Linked DNA regions of Rattus norvegicus: region 1 is linked to region 2. The links are chromatin contacts, called in public Hi-C maps. All regions are on one chromosome and are shown on one strand. Each heading gives the region's core, a stretch centred on a gene start, on an enhancer-like site or on the middle of the called end of the contact. The rest is flanking DNA. Distances are from core to core; before and after follow the strand shown.

Region 1 (3,578 bases), core at 73-2,572, 180 kb after region 2:
TCTCTCTCTCTCTCTCTCTCTCTCTCTCTCTCTCTCTCCAGCCATTAAACCAAAGCCTGAAAGAAGTCACTTTGGTCAGAGCCAGACCGAAAGCAGACAAGACATAGCTGTCAAAGGACAAAAGGTCATCTCCCCTCCTGCCGAGCAGCCATGGCCAGTTGTTCAAGTTACATCCCACACAAGCACACCTGCCAGCGGATGCCTAGGCTTTGGTCCACACCCAGAGATGGCTCCCTGATTTCTACACAAGATGGCTGAGGGTGGGGCAGCATACCAACCCTCCCTCCTCTAGCACCTCAGAGCTTTCAGGAACAGAAGTCATTTATTTGCTGTCCCCAGGGTTAGGATGAGTTCCGGGTGCCTGCTTCAGTAAGTCTAAAGGCCAGGGCAAAGGGTGCGTCCCCACCCTAGTTCCCCAGGCCAGGATCCTCTGGAGGAATGATGGGTGAGTGCGGACTACAGGGAGGGTCGAACATGCCAGCAATCCACTCGCTGGCATGACAGAACAGGCCCCAAGGGAGATGGGAGTGGCAAGGCTGAACATTTACTGGGTCACTTATCACCACTGACCTCAACCCCCCAACCCTGTGCACACTGAAATCACCTGTTCAAGGTCACTTGGTCAGAATACCTGAATACCTTGGGTGTGACAAGCTGGGAGGACAGCTGACTAGGCAGTCTGGTAACCTTTCTGACTAGCACCTGTCCAACCTGGGAGACAGATCTTCAAAGTCTGAGATGAATGACTCCCGCTTCTCCATTTGTGTTTCCTTGGTGAATCAAGGAGTTTTGCATTACTGGAAGAAACAGCTAAGAGGCTGTTAGAGGAACAAGAGCAAACCACTTCAAGTCGTCAAGCGTGCAATGTGTACACATGTCCACGGGGAGGTCAGCCTCCCAAAGCCTGGGGTTATAGATATGTTGTGACGCTCGCACTGAACCCAACCGAACAGAGCTTTAGCACCAGTTAAATCAGGGGTCCCCACTTAACTCAGAGCTCAGCAATTTGGTTAGACTGGCTGGCCAGTCATCCTCAGGGAGCCGCCTGTCTCGGGCTCCCCCTGTTGGGCGTTACAGGTACATTACCACACCTTTTTATTTGAGCAGCAGAAGTTTGTGGACTGAGCCCCTCAGCCCCCCTTTAAAAACAGAATCTGATGCAGCTAAGGGCATCTTTTCATCCCTGATCTTCCTACCTGCACTTTCCAAGTGCAGGACTGGGCAGGCTGTTGCCACTGCCGGTTGAGGAAGTACCATCCCCTCCCTTTCAGAAGCCGGGTGACTTGTCAGAGGTGCAGAGAGCACGCTCTCCACTCCCTCCAGAGCACAGGGCCCCAGGGTGGCAACTCCCCAGGCCATTAGCTGGCCTCAGCCTACCTCATCCTACACTGACTCACAGGTAAAAGGAGGGGCAGGGAAAGGCAGCAGGGCGGGACAAAGGAGGAAGTGGCGTGGGGGACGCCCCAGAAGAGGGAAGGGCCCCAGCTCAGGTCACAAGTTGGCTCTCTGAGGGCAGAGGCAGGAGACAACAGGGTGGAGTGGACCATCTTTATTAATGCACACAGTTACTGGGACGAGGCCATGATGCTGGACACACCTGTGGAGAAGGAAAAAGCAGGGTGAATTTGTGAAGAAGGAAGAGCTGCCTCCCAGGGAGCCACTGTCCTTCAGGGTCAGGTCAGTCACCACAGAGGTAGTTGGGTGCTGGAGTTTAGTGGTCTTGGATGTTATGTAATAGTGCTGTGCCTCAGTTTCCCTGTCTACATACACAGCCATCTTTCTTACAGGACTAGGGAGCTCAGTGAAGAGCATGAACAAGCCTGGCACCAAGCACTGTGTGCATTTCGCCCTGGCCAGCGGCTCTCCACTGCCAACAGAACTGTGTGGAATTCCGAGACCCAAGCATGGTGAGCACTGAACACTTTCTGTACAGTCAGGGTGACCAGTGGGAAGTGACACAGCTCGCAGCTGTTCAGCTTGGCCACTGACCCACTGGTGTCCCTCAACAGAGCCATGTTGAGAGCACAGGGTGGAGCCCAGCAGGAGTCCTGTCCCTGTCCTTCCCCACTTCATGACACTTGCTCTGACAGAAGGGTGTCACTACTCATGTAAAGACCGTAGCCCAGGCTGGCCTTGAACCTCCCGCCTCCTGCATGCTGAGACCAAAGACACGTGCCAAACACCTGCTTTTTGCTCTTTTGGGGTGAGTCTGTTTACTCAAAGTGTGACAGGAATCGCTGTCACCGCCGTTCACTCTGCACCTGGCTCTTGGCTGACTGCCCTACACGATGATCTCCATTCACATTCAACCTCCTAGGAGGCAGGCACTGTGCCATTTCTAATAGTTTCCAAGATAGAACAAGAGTCACTACCCTATGATGGGACCAAATGACATATGGAGAGCCACAGCCCTGTCAGGACTGTTACTGTCACCTACCTTTTCCAGATGAGAAACTGAGGCACAGAGAAGCAAGAGTACCCTGGCACAGGTAGCTATGAAGCAGGGGTGAAACAGACTTGAGAGCCTGTGATAGCCCTGGGAACAGCAGAAGATGGGAATGCCCTTCCAGGCCTCTCTAGGCCCTGGGAAGAGCTGGAGAAAGTGAGTTGGGAGTCTTTAATTCCAGCACCCGGAAGGGAGAGATAGGCAGGTCTGAGTCTGAGGCCAGCCTGGTCTACAGGGATGGCAAGAAGGCCCGAAAGGGAGAGCTAGAGAGAGGAGACCACACAGCGGGCTCACATACAGCAGGGAAGGCTACCCAGCATCCCTCACTGACTCCCCTGGGCTAGTCACCTGGATGAGGCAATGGAATCTGGCAGACAGTTCCCAGCCCAGGAAGGAACGCTCTGCCTGGTGCTTTGCACACCCAGCACTGCTCTGAGGACACCATGTCTCCCCTGTGTCTGCGGCCCCAGGCCACTTACTGTCAAAGTCGATCTTCTCCACGATGTTCTTGGGCTTAATGCTCTCCTCCTGGCTGCAGATGAAGACCTGCCCTGACTCGTCCGCGCTCCAGCCGTACTTGCTCATCCACACCCTCAGCTGGTTGTCTGCAGGTGACGCAGGCAGGTGTTGGTTGCCTAACCTAATACCAGGGGCTTTGGGGGCAGGGAAGTTGGGGCTAACCAGGCCAAGCCCCCTTTGCCCAACTGCTCTAGGCAACTCCCACCAGGACAGCAGCAGGCCTTGGAAGAGATCCTTCAGGGCAAAGCCAGCGTTCTGGGGCTCGTGCTCCACTTGGCCACCAGAGGGCGCATGAGCCTCTTTCTCCTAGTCACATAGGGGTTTTGTTGTAGTTTATTTTTAATTTTGAGACAGGGATTTCATGTAGCCCTGAGTGGCTTGGACTCACCATGACTCCTAATACTTCTGACTCTCTCCCAAGAACCAGGATTACAGTGTGTGTGCCTCTAGGCCCAGTTTCCCTTAGTTTAACAATGCTTTCTATTTCTTTTAAAAACCACTTATTTATGTGTGTGTGTAGGTGTGAATGAATGCAGGTGCTCACAGGGAACCTCTTGGAGCCCGTGACCCGCCCACCATGATCTTCCAGATCAAGCAGGAAATGCTCACAACT
Region 2 (3,927 bases), core at 64-2,563:
TAGCTGTCCTCTCCCCACAGACGGATCCCTTCCTGGGCATGATGATGGGCTTGGGAGGCGGCATGGATTTTGACTCCAAGAAGGCTTACAGGTGAGGCTGGGTCTGGTATGGTGGCTTGGGAAGGGCAGGCTGAGGAGTGAGAGAAAGACAGAAGGCCGGCCAGCCTTAGCCTGTCCTCTCACTCCTGCTCACCCGCAGGGACGTGGCCTGGCTGGGTGACTGTGACCAAGGCTGCCTGGCTCTCGCTGACCTCCTGGGATGGAAGGTAAGGCCGCCCCAGCCTACCCCGAGCCCAGTGCACGGGAACGCACGGTAACCTGACCTCTCTCACCTCTGCCCCCACAGAAGGAGCTGGAAGACCTTGTCCGGAGGGAGCATGCCAACATAGATGCCCAGTCAGGGTCACAGGCCTCCAACCCCAGCGCTACCGTCTCCCCTAGAAAGTCCCCACCTCCTGCCAAGGAGGCGGCCAGGACCAAAGAGAAAGAGGAACACTAGTAACCACTGTCTCCCATGCAGGACAGCTGAGTCCCAGCCAGCACTGGTCCCTCTAACATGCAGCTTGTGTGAGCTCATTGACCCTTCATTCTCTTAACCACTTTCTTGAAACCAGGGTCCCCAACTCAATCCCAGAAAGTTCTAATATACCTAAGGGCCGAGGCCTGTGCAGTCTCTAACCACAGCCCACACACAGCCTCCAACCACCTAGGGCAAGAAGCAGCCTCCTCCCCTAACGTCTAACTATTCCCAGAGAGCAGTTACCCTAACTGTGCCAGAATAAGGCATTTCTCTATTGTTTTCAGTGGGGACTCAGCTAAATCAAGTTAATCTACCCTGCATAGGGGCTGGACCCTCCAAATATAACTTCACGCAGGGGCTGGGGCCCGGTGGGGTCTGAGGACTGCCAGGCTCTGCCTCCAACAAAGTGGCTCCCTTCCCCGGGGCCCCACGCGCCTGCCATGGTGGGCAAGCCGGAGGGCAAGTTGATTAGAAACAAATTAAAACTCAGAACAAAGCAACTAACGTGAGCTGTGTGGCCTCTGCTTCTTTTAGTGGGTACTTGGGGCGGCTTGGGGAGGGAGAGGGCTGGGCCAGGAAGACTCCAGGATCTTAGGAGTGATGGCGGCTGGGGCCAAGAGATGCCCCTGGAGAGGTAGCCTGGTGACTTTTCATCCTGACTGTAGGCCTGACAGAGGCCCACTCCTCCAAAGTGGCTCTCTGAAGAATGACCCCCTGGAAAGAGAGGAAGGTGATTTCAAATGCCCCAGCCCCGCCTCTTCCCCTGCCTCCCTGGCTTCCTCTCTAGAGAACACTTTCACTTCCTGCTGCTCAGGCTCCCCTCGGAACAGGTAGGGCCCCCAGGGACCAAACATCTGTCCCCTTTGCACCCACCACTGCCTCCATCCAACCCTGCCCAGTACTACCCGTGTCTGGATCTCCTCCCAAGGGTTCTGGAGGGGAGGAGCACTGCCTGCCCCTCTTCCCTGCTTGACCCTGAGGTGTGCTCCCCACCCCAACACCTGAAGGTGCCAGTCGGCAGCTCAGCAATGTCTGTAGCTGATAATTATCCGGCTTGCACACAATACCCTAAGAGAAGTGGAACCTTCAGAAGAGGGCTAGCCTGCTTATCAGCCCTCCTCCCAGGCCAGTCAGTCACCCAATGCTGGGCCAATAATTCAGGCAGAAGGATGGGGGTGAGATGGGGGAGGGTGGATAGATGATGGGAAAACAGCTAAATGGTTCCTCCAGTCCCACACGCCTTACTCCTGAGACTGCTGCGAGAGGAATATACTGGAAAGGGTTCACTGAGTTGCTGTTCCCCTCTTGGAGAACATTTGGGGCAGAGTGTGGGCATGATGGCCCAGTCCTGTGATACCAGAACATAGGAAGTAGAGATGAAGAGTAAGAATCTGGGCTGGAGAGATGGCTCAGTGGTTAAGAGCACCGACTGCTCTTCCAGAGGACCTGAGTTCAAATCCCAGCAACCACATGGTGGCTCACAACCATCTGTAATGGCATCTGATGCCCTCTCGTGTGTCTGCAGATGGCTACAGTGTACTTATATAAATAAAAACTAATAAAAAAAGAGTAAGAATCTAACCTCTGCTACAGTACGCAGCAAGTATGAGACAAGCCTGGGCTATGTGGGGCCCTGACTGAGAAAGAAAAGTTAATGTTTGACATAAATGGAAGCTGAGTGCAGTGGCTCACGCCTTTAATCCCAGCACTTGGAAGGAAGAAGCAGGCAGATCTCTCATCCAGGCCAGCCTGGTCTACATAGAGAGTTCCAGGAGAGCCAGATCAACATAGTGAGACCCTGTGTCCAAAAAAAAAAACATTTTTTCTAAACAAATGTGGGAGAGGGTGTGTTAGGGCTCCTCTGAAGTCTGGGAAGGGAGGAAGTGGGTCTCACATAGCATCTGGGCCACGGGTGGAGCAAGCCAAGAACTTTTCCAGAACTCATCCTCCGGCTCTGTAAGTTCTGGTTGGGAATGCTCTCCTCTACCATGAGACACATGGGCCTTTCTCCTGGGGTCCTCAGAGTTGTCTGCCACTCAGCAACTAAAGAATGTCACAGCCACCCCGCCCCAGCGAGGCATGTCGGCTCAGACTAGTATCTCAGCACTTGAGAGCTTAAAGCAGGAGGATTGCTGTGAGTTTGGGGCCGGTCTGGACTACAGAGCGCTCCAAGCTAGTCTGAGCTATCTCAAAAGAACAAAACAAAAAACAAAAACCAGGGGCTGGGGATTTAGCTCAGTGGTAGAGCGCTTGCCTAGGAAGCACAAGGCCCTGGGTTCGGTCCCCAGCTCCGAAAAAAGACCAAAAAAAAAAAAAAAAAAAAAAAAACCAGTCCTTGGCATAGCCAGGGACCTCTGAGGTCCATTCTGATCAGGTATATGTAATAGAATTAAAATATTAGTTCTTGCCCTAGCTGGAGCAGCCTTGAGTCTTGTCTTCCTCCATGCCAGAGGCCAAAGCATGGCTCACTGGTGCCTGGCAGCATGAGGCTAGCCCAGCCGGACATGGTGTCTGCAGCCACTACTGAAGAGGCCAGGTGAGGCTGCAGAGTTGGCTCTGGACCAAAGTCCTCCTACCCAATCCCCCTTCTCCAGCTCCATCTTTGACCTTTTGTTCCTGGGCTATCCCTGCCTCTTGGACCCCACCTCAGTGGCCAGCCTCCACCATGACCCTTGGCCTCCTGGAACCTGTACATTCCAGGCTGAGTTGGCCACTAGCAGAAGGAGCAGACAAGAGCCCACTGAGGGTCCTCAGCACGACAGAGTCACTTCTTCGACTGCAGAGGACACAGAGGGTGTGGCAGGTCCCCGAGCTGGACGCTGAGCATGCCAAGGCCTTTCTCAAGCCGTGGCCACTGGGGGTGAGTTCTCACAGCCGGGCATTGCTTCTGACCTTCCCTATGTCAACTTGGATCAGGTAGGTGACCAACACAAACCAGGCTAACTCCAAAACTTAGGAATTTGTTGTAGGAAAGGCTTTATATACCCCAGGCTAGTCCCCAGCTCACTGTGTGGCAGAGGCTGACCTCAAATTTATGGTCCTCTTACCTTTACATCCCCTGGGCATAAAGATTACAGGTGCGTGTGTGTGTGTGTGTGTGTGTGTGTGTGTGTGTGTGTGTGTGTGTGTGTGTATGAGAGAGAGACAGAGAGACAGACACAGAGAGAGACAGACAGACAGAGAGAGCAGTGTGTGTGTGTGTGTGTGTGTGTGTGTGTGTGTGTTAGAGAGACAGAGACAGACAGAGAGACAGGGAGAGAGAGACAGAGAGAGACAGGCAGAGAGAGAGAGACAGGGGGAAGAAGAGGGAGAGGTTGAGGGGGAGGGAGAGAGGGAGAGAGAGAGAGAGAGAGAGAGAGAGAGAGAAACACCTAACACGTGCAGTACTAGGGATGGTTGAACCCAGT

Evidence for each region. A called contact is a pair of places that touch in the nucleus more often than the background predicts.
Region 1: a contact with region 2 is called in a Hi-C map of the Rat2 cell line, with 6 times the contacts expected there. The contact joins the enhancer-like site here to the promoter of Rinl in region 2. A contact is called at or near these places in 2 of 12 Hi-C or Micro-C datasets (the Rat2 cell line and mammary epithelial cells).

What each region holds. Positions count from the first base shown.
Region 1 is chr1:93,386,094-93,389,671 of GRCr8, forward strand. Eif3k (eukaryotic translation initiation factor 3, subunit K) reads right to left here. Exons shown (of 8, transcript NM_001398703.1): 7 at 2,926-3,051; 8 at 1,535-1,597. The coding sequence ends at 1,566. The region is part of intron 1 of LOC103689966 (MARCKS-related protein-like); the gene reads left to right. Among named protein-coding and RNA genes, the nearest start is that of Actn4, 8.6 kb to the left of the region's middle. Within about 2 kb of position 1,323, at least 6 of the 93 cell types and tissues checked have an H3K27ac peak or open chromatin away from gene starts, as enhancers often do.
Region 2 is chr1:93,203,476-93,207,402 of GRCr8, forward strand. Rinl (Ras and Rab interactor-like) reads left to right here and starts at 1,314. Exons shown (of 12, transcript NM_001106241.2): 1 at 1,314-1,350; 2 at 2,934-3,056; 3 at 3,221-3,380. The coding sequence starts at 3,004. Sirt2 (sirtuin 2) reads left to right here. Exons shown (of 16, transcript NM_001399630.1): 14 at 21-91; 15 at 200-266; 16 at 347-1,024. The coding sequence ends at 499. All of the region lies in intron 1 of LOC103689966 (MARCKS-related protein-like), which reads left to right.